2 separate regions of the Anas platyrhynchos genome follow, and region 2 is linked to region 1. A link is a contact called in public Hi-C data. All regions are on one chromosome and are shown on one strand. Each heading gives the region's core, a stretch centred on a gene start, on an enhancer-like site or on the middle of the called end of the contact. The rest is flanking DNA. Distances are from core to core; before and after follow the strand shown. Region 1 overlaps LITAF (lipopolysaccharide induced TNF factor). Region 2 overlaps LOC106019526.

The links. A called contact is a pair of places that touch in the nucleus more often than the background predicts.
Region 2: a contact with region 1 is called in a Hi-C map of skeletal muscle, with 2.8 times the contacts expected there. The contact joins two enhancer-like sites. A contact is called at or near these places in 2 of 8 Hi-C or Micro-C datasets (liver and skeletal muscle).

What each region holds. Positions count from the first base shown.
Region 1 is chr15:2,924,335-2,928,851 of IASCAAS_PekinDuck_T2T, reverse strand. The region is part of intron 3 of LITAF (lipopolysaccharide induced TNF factor); the gene reads right to left. Among named protein-coding and RNA genes, the nearest start is that of LITAF, 72 kb to the right of the region's middle. Within about 2 kb of position 2,316, at least 2 of the 8 cell types and tissues checked have an H3K27ac peak or open chromatin away from gene starts, as enhancers often do.
Region 2 is chr15:3,063,718-3,068,234 of IASCAAS_PekinDuck_T2T, reverse strand. It overlaps LOC106019526, which reads right to left. Exons shown (of 67, transcript XM_072023999.1): 64 at 3,972-4,210; 65 at 2,759-2,878; 66 at 2,434-2,450; 67 at 663-2,432. The coding sequence ends at 2,309. Among named protein-coding and RNA genes, the nearest start is that of RMI2, 13 kb to the left of the region's middle. Within about 2 kb of position 2,699, at least 1 of the 8 cell types and tissues checked has an H3K27ac peak or open chromatin away from gene starts, as enhancers often do.

The DNA of each region.
Region 1 (4,517 bases), core at 1,067-3,566:
TGAAGCTCAATTGCAGGCATCTCTGGAAGTGGTAAAGTTGCAGGGGCTTCAGATTCAGCTCTCCAGTGCTGCTCTGCCAAAGACACAGGTTGATTATACTGTATCAGTGGATACAGTAAATTGCTTGATTAAGGAAAACAAAGGTGCAACTGCAGATGTTACTGGAACACCTCTCTGATGGTCAGTTATTATATAATGAGGCAAGAACAGAGGACAAGAAAGAAAGTTTAGGCTAGATATCATACTTTTTTTTTCTTCTTCTCCATGCCATAATTTTTGTTTTTAATAGTCCTAACAGCATAGTAAAAATTCAAAGGTAACAATTAACTTTCATTGCTCTAAGAGTCAGTTTTAAAATTGCAGGTGTAAAAAAAGTAATCATTTTCACTGATTTAATAACAGACATGAGTTTGCTCCAAAGACTTACTAATTTGCCAAATTCAGACTAGTGAGACTAGGGAGATTGTGAGATGCTCACCAAGCTGCTGTCCACCACAATCAAGAGTTTATGGAATCAGTCTGTCAGAAGAGAGCGATATTGCAGAGCAGGAGACAGCTGGTGTGCATGAGGAAGCATCCATGTCTGGTATCATTTACTTTGCCCCTTCCTATAGGGAGCAAACGGATGCAGATGTGAAATATTGCATAGATTCAGAGATTTTTCTTTCTTCTAAGAAGTTCTGACCAGTTTGGCATTAGAGTAGGAGGGGCTGAATTTTCTTATTGATAAGCACACTGCTGTGTTAACAGGCTGTTCCTGGACTATTTTAATTTGGTAGCAACAGCCCTGTGCTGAGGCTGGAGTTTACGGAACCCTAGTGTTAAACATTTAAGCTGCAATATCCCCTTACAGAAATGAAGCTGTGTGTTCAAACATACATTGTTATTCTGGGAACCACTGGCCTGAAAAGAAAGAAAAAAGTGCTTTTCTTTGCTTCAGTACAAGCACAGTAGATGCTTTTAGCTGTCGTTACCTGAAGCACTTATGACATCTCAGTGCAACTGAAAAAATTCTCTTTCTTCAGCAAAACCTGCTGAATTATCAGTTACACAGTAAAAAACTGATGGGTGATAACCAGGCTGCCAGGACTGGAACTGACAATGCTTTACTTGCAATTCTGCTCCTTCAGCAGACTATGTGACAGCAAACTCTAATACAAATGATTCATTGAGAACTGCAGGATATATTAGTTAAAGCTGCCCTATTTGGGTGTCCAGGGCTGTGCAAATAGGCTTCATGGGTAACAATTAGAAATTATCACAGCATCTCTTTTCATTTGAATTACATAAAATTACCATCTGAGAACTAGGACAGTACAAAAAGATACAGCTCTAGCACTTTATCAGAACAATCTGTATCCAAATCCTACCAAAAGGACTCAAGCAGCAGCTTGTACTTCAGCCATTCAAAACACAGGGTTAGATGTTCTCCTCTTAAGTGAAAAGCCACAGCACTGCTAGCAGCTAGACCCTCAGAAGATTACTAAAGCTCACAACAAAAGTACTAGATCAGCACTAAATGAAGTGTGTGAAGGATCCTTGTGAAAGCATGCCACTTGGGGAGGGGAAACCCTCTGCTTTTGTCATCTCGGACTTGGTGCTGGAGCAGCCTTTGACAAGCCTTAGGCAGCAACAGAAATGGTAGAGGCACAGTTATCCACTGTGAAAGTCCTGATTACTGGAGTCAGCAAGATCCCTTTGGCCTCCTATCACAGTGCCTACCTTTGATATATGGGAAACAGAGTGGTAGTCAGCCACATGCTTCAGTTCCAGAGAACGAGAAGCCATCCAAAGGATGTTAAGACACAGGCCAAGACATCAGGTTGAGGGTTAGACTAAATAACATAGTGCCCCGCTACTCTCCTGTCTCACCATCCAGCCTGAGATCTCATGAAACAGGACTGCCTTGAGTCTTCCAAGAGACCCGGAAATGCCTTTGTAGGTGTTTACTTTCTTCCTGGTCATTTCTTGTTTACTTTCTTCCTGGTCATTTCTTGTATGCTGTTTTGCAAACTGCACCACTTGTTATCTTCTGTGGCATATGTCAGAGCATGTTTCTGCCACACCACACTTCTGAAGGCTTGGTTCCTGTGGTGTCAGACCACAGAATGTGTAACAGGAGGAGCTGTGCCTGTAAAACAGTGACCATGCCTCTGTCTAAGAGCACAACCATTGAAGTCACCTGGCTGCTCGCTTAACAGCAAAAGCAGACTCCACCCAAGTCCAGAGACCAAATTGCTCACCCCATTATCTTCCCAGTAGATTGTAACCTGCATGCCAGTAAGCATATTTTGTCTCCAGCTACCAGCTATGCAGAATCTGTTGTTTTGCTGCTTGGGTTGCAAGGTCGTGCAGCTGAGAGGAGCCTGAGTGCCCAGTGCTTGTCCACACAAAAATAAATATTTCTTACCCTCCACAAAATTGCAAACAAGCCAGATGCACCTGTAGTTTGGGTTGAAAAGAAACTGAACATTTTTATTATTTTTTTTTTTTCCAACAGAAAGAAGAACTCTTCAATCTGTTGCATTCAGTATATTTATTATGTGATATAATTTAAACAGATTTATTTTCTCAGCTGAAGACAAGTCACTGCTAATGATTAAGGACCAACTGCACATACACAGCTGTAGATTCTCCTGCCTCTTTTATTTTGTATGAATTGCCAAGTAATGTCAGTGCAGCATGCAGTACACACTGCTCCTCTACAACTCATTGCCCTGTCTTTTAAACTCAGCTCCACTTTCTAACACGGAGTTTTCTTCAAACCAATGCTTCATCTTAGATGGAAAATGGGATTCCTTTATCCAAGAGGAAGGTTTTTCAGGGTCAAAAAAAAAAAAAAAATATATATATATATATATATATAAATAAACAAAAACAAGAAAATGCAAAACTCCATTTTATAATGACAACTTTCAGCAGCAGAATATGCTGGAATGTGTTTTGAGAGATGCAGATTCATCCTACAACACACAGATGTAAACTCTAAATTTGCTTATATTGAGCGAAGCCAAGTTCTACCAGTCATTGCCTAAAAGCATGACTTGGTGCCCAAGATCAGGCCATGACTATGCAGAACTCACACTGTAGTGTCCTCCTGACAAGCAAAAGAAGTGCACGTAACCATTGCCTATGACAAACATGCAAGAGACTTGGGCCATATATAGAACTGCCTATGTTTCTAAACTATATAAATCAGCCTAAATAAATCACCCATCAAAACATCCTGTTTGGTTCCAGTCCTGTATTTAAGCACTGCTACAGCAGAGACCTGACGGCAGAGTTTGGTAGCAGACAGCATGAGTATAATGCAAAGGTCTGAGTCTGAACTTCTTTGAATACCAGAAAGCTGGTTTGGAGTTACAAAACCTGGTCACAAATATGTAAAGATACTACTAACACTATTCATAACAGGCAATGTCGTCACCCTCCCTCTCACCCCCCCCCCCAACAAACATAAAAAAAAAGGCAGCAACCCACACTACCAAAGTAAATACCAACACGAAACAATCCCCTGCCAGAAATCTGCAAGGCCACAGCAAGTATTAAAACTGGGGGAGAGGAAGAAGGGGAATCATGTTATCTTTGCTTTGGAAGTGTAACTTCCCGCAGAAAAGACACGCGGAATGCTGTCTGTAAGGAACAAAGATTTATTAGGACAGACAATATTTTAATGGACTGGTATACCTATTTCCTTCCTTTCTATTTCCTTCCTGCACATACTACTTGTGGAATGGATTCCTGCATCCTTTCCAAGTTGTATGGCATCTGTTTTCTTCCCTAGCCACAAGAGCCTTTTGTAGCTACCTGCATCTCCTACCCACTCTACACAACAGCATTCTCTTCAATATTCACAGAATCACAGAATTTCTAGGTTGGAAGAGGCCTCAAGATCATCGAGTCCAACCTCTGACCTAACACTAACAGTCCCCACTAAACCATATCCCTAAGCTCTACATCTAAACGTCTTTTAAAGACTTCCAGGGATGGTGACTCCACCACTTCCCTGGGCAGCCTGTTCCAGTGTCTAACAACCCTTTCGGTAAAGAAGTTCTTCCTAAGATCCAACCTGAAACTCCCCTGGCGCAACTTAAGCCCATTCCCCCTCGTCCTGTCACCAGGCACGTGGGAGAACAGACCAACCCCCACCTCTCCACAGCCTCCTTTAAGGTATCTGTAGAGAGCAATAAGGTCGCCCCTGAGCCTCCTTTTCTCCAGGCTGATTATCTGTGCTCCTTGATTATTATTATTATACTTTTACAAATATTCTTTCCAGACAATACCAATTCCCCACATGTGAGTTCAGGGATCATTTTCTTACACCTCTGTCAGGATGGCAGAACTACCTACCATCACTGTCTCTCCTGCTAGCTCCCTTACTTGACTAGGGACAAGTGTATGACTGTTGCCTTCAGGGGGCAGTGGCGACCTGGTTCAGGAACGGCACGGCGACCAACCCCAGGCCGCTCGGTCCATCGGCTCACAGACACCAATGTGGTGGATGGCAAATGGCATTT
Region 2 (4,517 bases), core at 1,450-3,949, 140 kb before region 1:
CACAGCAGCTGGGAGAGTGAGAGGAGTGAGAAAACAGCCTTGCAGGAGGCGACAAGGTCAGTGAAGAAGGAGGGGGAGAGGTGCTCCAGGTGCCGGAGCAGAAGTCCCCTGCGGCCTGTGGTGAGGACCATGGTGAAGCAGGATGTCCCCCTGCAGCCCATGGAGTACCACGGTGGAGCAGGGTTCCATGCTGCAGCCCATGGAGGAGACCACGGTGGAGCAGATGGCCCTGCACCGATGGAGGCTGCCGCCTGTGGAAGACCCCTGCTGGAGCAGATTCTGGGCCGGACCTGTAGCCCGTGGAGAGGAGACCACGCAGGAGCAGGTGACCTGGCAGGAGCTGCTGCCCATAGGGGAGCCAGGTTGGAGCAGTTTTCTCCTGAGGGATGGACCCTGTGGTACGGACCCATATCTGGAGCAGTTCTTGAAGAGCTGCTGCCTGTGGGAATCCCACGCTGGATCAGTTCATCAAGGACTACATCCCGTGGGTGGGTCCTGTCGTGGTTCCGCTCGAGTGGGCAGCCGAGCTCCACCACAGCCGCTCTCTCACTCCCCCTCCTCAAAGAGGAATGGGGAGAAAATATGTGAAAGGGGCTCAAGGATTGAGATAAGGACAAGAAAATCACGCAATAATTAGTGTAACGGGCAAACCAGACTCAGCATAAGAAGACAGATAGTAAGATTTATTGCTCATTACTAACAAGCTAGAGAAGTGAGAAACAAAGGAAAGAAACCAAAAGCACCTCCCCCCCATCCACCCTCTTCCACCTCCTCCCCCCGAGCGGCGCAGGGGAACGGGGGAATGGGGGTTATGGTCAGTCTACAGCACTTCTTCTCTGCCGCTCCTTCTCGGTCACTCTCGTCCCCTGTGCTGTGGGGTCCCACCCACGGGATGCAGTCCTTGACGAACTGATCCGGCGTGGGCTTCCCACAGGCAGCAGCTCTTCCAGAACTGCTCCAGATATGGGTCCGTACCACGGGGTCCATCCCTCAGGAGAAAACTGCTCCAACCTGGCTCCCCTACGGGCAGCAGCTCCTGCCAGATCACCTGCTCCTGCGTGGTCTCCTCTCCACGGGCTACAGGTCCGGCCTGGAATCTGCTCCGGCAGGGGTCTTCCACAGGCGGCAGCCTCCGTCGGTGCAGGGCCACCTGCTCCACCGTGGTCTCCTCCACGGGCTGCAGCGTGGAACCCTGCTCCACCGTGGTACTCCATGGGCTGCAGGGGGACATCCTGCTTCACCATGGTCCTCACCACAGGCCGCAGGGGACTTCTGCTCCGGCGCCTGGAGCACCTCTCCCCCTCCTTCTACACTGACCTTGGCACCTGCAAGGCTGTTTCTCACTCCCTTGACTCTCCCGGCTGCTGTGTGGCGCAGCGTTTTTTCCCTGTCTTAAATATGCTCTCACAGAGGCGCAAAACAACATCGCTTATTGGCTCAGATTTGGAAAACAATGGGGCCCTTCCCAAACATGGGGCAGCTTCTAGATCTTTCTCACAGAAACCACCCCTATGGCCCCCTGCTACCAAAGCCTTGCCACGTAAACCCACTACAGGTCCCCACAGCACAGGGTACGAGAGTGACCGAGAAGGAGCGGCAGAGAAGAAGTGCTGTAGGCTGACCATAACCCCCATTCCCCTGCGCCGCTCGGGGGGAGAAGGTGGAAGAGGGTGGATGGGGGGGGAAGGTGCTTTTGGTTTCTTTCCTTTGTTTCTCACTTCTCTAGCTTGTTAGTAATGAGCAATAAATCGTACTATCTTCTTATGCTGAGTCTGTTTTGCCCGTTACAATAATTATTGCATGATTTTCTCATCCTTATCTCAACCCTTGAGCCCTTTTCACATATTTTCTCCCCATTCCTCTTTGAGGAGGGGGAGTGAGAGAGCGGCTGTGGTGGAGCTCGGCTACCCACTCGAGCAGAACCACGACAATAATACTGTTACTATGCATCCACATGCAATATTTAGACCAAAAAAAGGTTGAAACAAAATTAGTATCTGCGAATTGGAACTCCTCATGAAATTCCTTTATATACTACAAGTATCCCCTCTGCTTTATTCTACAAAGCAATTTAGGAGGAAATAAGAAAGCCATTAGAGTATGAATCAGATAGGTTATGCTGTGCTTCTGAGTAAGCAGCAGAAAGGATAGATAAGATGGAAAAGGAGCAAGGAGAATTAATTCTGGAATAGGACTGTTTTTACTCACACCATAGTCAGATTCATTAGTTTCATTTTCTTGTGTGATCTTGAATATCAGATATGAAAGTATTGGAACAATGCAGTCAGAATATTCAGAATGAAGACACTTACCACTGAGGAGGAATTTCCACAGGAACAAAATTTCAGTTGCACAAATGAACAAAAGCTGCTGCTAAACTGCATGCAGCCTTCATCTTCTTTGAGGCACACGTCATATGTACACATGATGTAGAATGGTTTGGGGTCCACCTTTAACAGAAAGGGAGTTTGTTTACTTGTTTGGTGTAAGGGGTGCAAGCATACATATTTTCTAGAGAGAGCAATCTAGCAATACACCTGGAAGAGAATTGAAAAGGAGATTTGGAATTTTGTCCCCTCCCCCCAGCTCTACCTTGTAAATACTGTTCACAAATCTTTATTCTCATCCTGAATTTAAGGCTTTGAGGCTTAAGTTATCTGCAATTAAACTTTTATATCCTTGCAATAATTCTGTGCACTGTTCTGAAGTATGACATTTGAGTACTTGGGTAGTCCTTGGTTGACACAGTTATACTTACAACTTTGAAGCAGTTCCTGAGACAAGAATGTGCTTCTTCAAAAAACTCCTTACAGACTTTTTCCTTATCTGTAATTGGACATGGCTTCACATTCTTCTGTGTGAGACTGCACTTGCTCACCTAGGAAATATATATATATACACACATCAGTATAGTAGTGTGAATTCTTCAGATTTACAGTGTGAAGTGGTTTGAAGGAAGATTTTGGCAGCTCAGTACACTGCCCTGAATAACATCCATTTTTCATTAATATTGTGAAGCACCTTGTACTCTTCATAAATTAAAGTATTTGTCTCATAAATATTACAGATTATAGACATTGTTTCCTTTTTCTGTTGATTTTGTTATTCACTAAAGGATTCTAGTGGGTGGCTGCTGACACAGAAAATAGTTGGCTTGTCTTAGCTTTATTATATATGACAGATTTGAGTTGTGCTTTTACTAGATTGGGGGGGTGGAGAGGGGAGAATCTTAATCTCCTCACTGGATTACTCATACATAATAAACAGCAAAAGGCTTAAAACAAAAGTAGCGAGGTGGGGGTTGGTGTGTTCTCCCCCGTGCCTGGTGACAGGACCAGGGGGAATGGGCTTAAGTTGCACCAGGGGAGTTTTAGGTTAGATGTTAGGAAGAACTTCTTTACCGAAAGGGTTGTTAGGCATTGGAACGGGCTGCCCAGGGAAGTGGTGGAGTCACCATCCCTGGAAGTCTTTAAAAGACGTTTAGATGTAGAGTTTAGGGATATGGTTTAGTGGGGTCTGTTAGTGTTAGGTTAGAGGTTGGACTCGATGATCTTGAGGTCTCTTCCAACCTAGAAATTCTGTGATTCTGTAAAAGAAAAAAGAGAGAGAAAAAAACAACACACCTGAAGTTCCTTACAAGAATGAGCATTTTTGGACAACAAAATGCGAATGCATTTTTGTTATACATGGTTTAAATATGGTCCCAGTCAAAAGCTGATGACACTAAATATTAACAGAACTGCTAATGAACAGCATTTACTAACATTTCTTATGATTTGTTTTGACCAAACACTTTTTAGGACTTGTAATCAAATCAGCAACTTACACATTTTTTTAATCAGTAATTTCCATAGATGGCACATCTCTGAGTTTAGTAGTTCTTTAAGCAACAAACTCAGTTGAAAAAAAAATTAAACTGCAAGTTTAATCTTTCTTCCTGCAGGAGTCACACATTTGTAAAGTTAATTTACTAATCCCCTCATTTTGGACAGCCGCTGGTCTTGTAACACAAGAGCTTCATTGACTATCTGCAAGGTGGTGTTTTGAGGTAGCTGTAGCAAAGCTCCTGGTAGTAAGTTTCCAGACTGAGTTTGTAATGCAATGTGAGGTGACTCCAGGAATTCAGGGTGACTGACTGCTTTTGCTTGAGGCTTAGCTACCTGGTCAGATTTAACCTGATTCTTTTGCTTGCTTTCTGTGTCATGTACAGCTGTGCCAGAACATCTGGTCAGGAAGGATTTTCTGCAAGCTCCATATTGTCAGCACATCTGCAAAAGCTGGCTATTTGAACTGGTTATTTCCACCATATCATCTCTTTTTACCTCCTTATAAAAGTTTTTAAGACTTTATATGAATTCCTGACTTGGCACATTTGTTTTTCCAGCCATTCCTTTAATGATGTATGATGCTAGTACACTATCGGCAAGTCAGTCCTTTTATTACATTTTTACTGAACGGGATATGACTGCAAACAGCACAGAGTTCAGCTGTAGTCATCTATAAATTTTTCTTGGCAG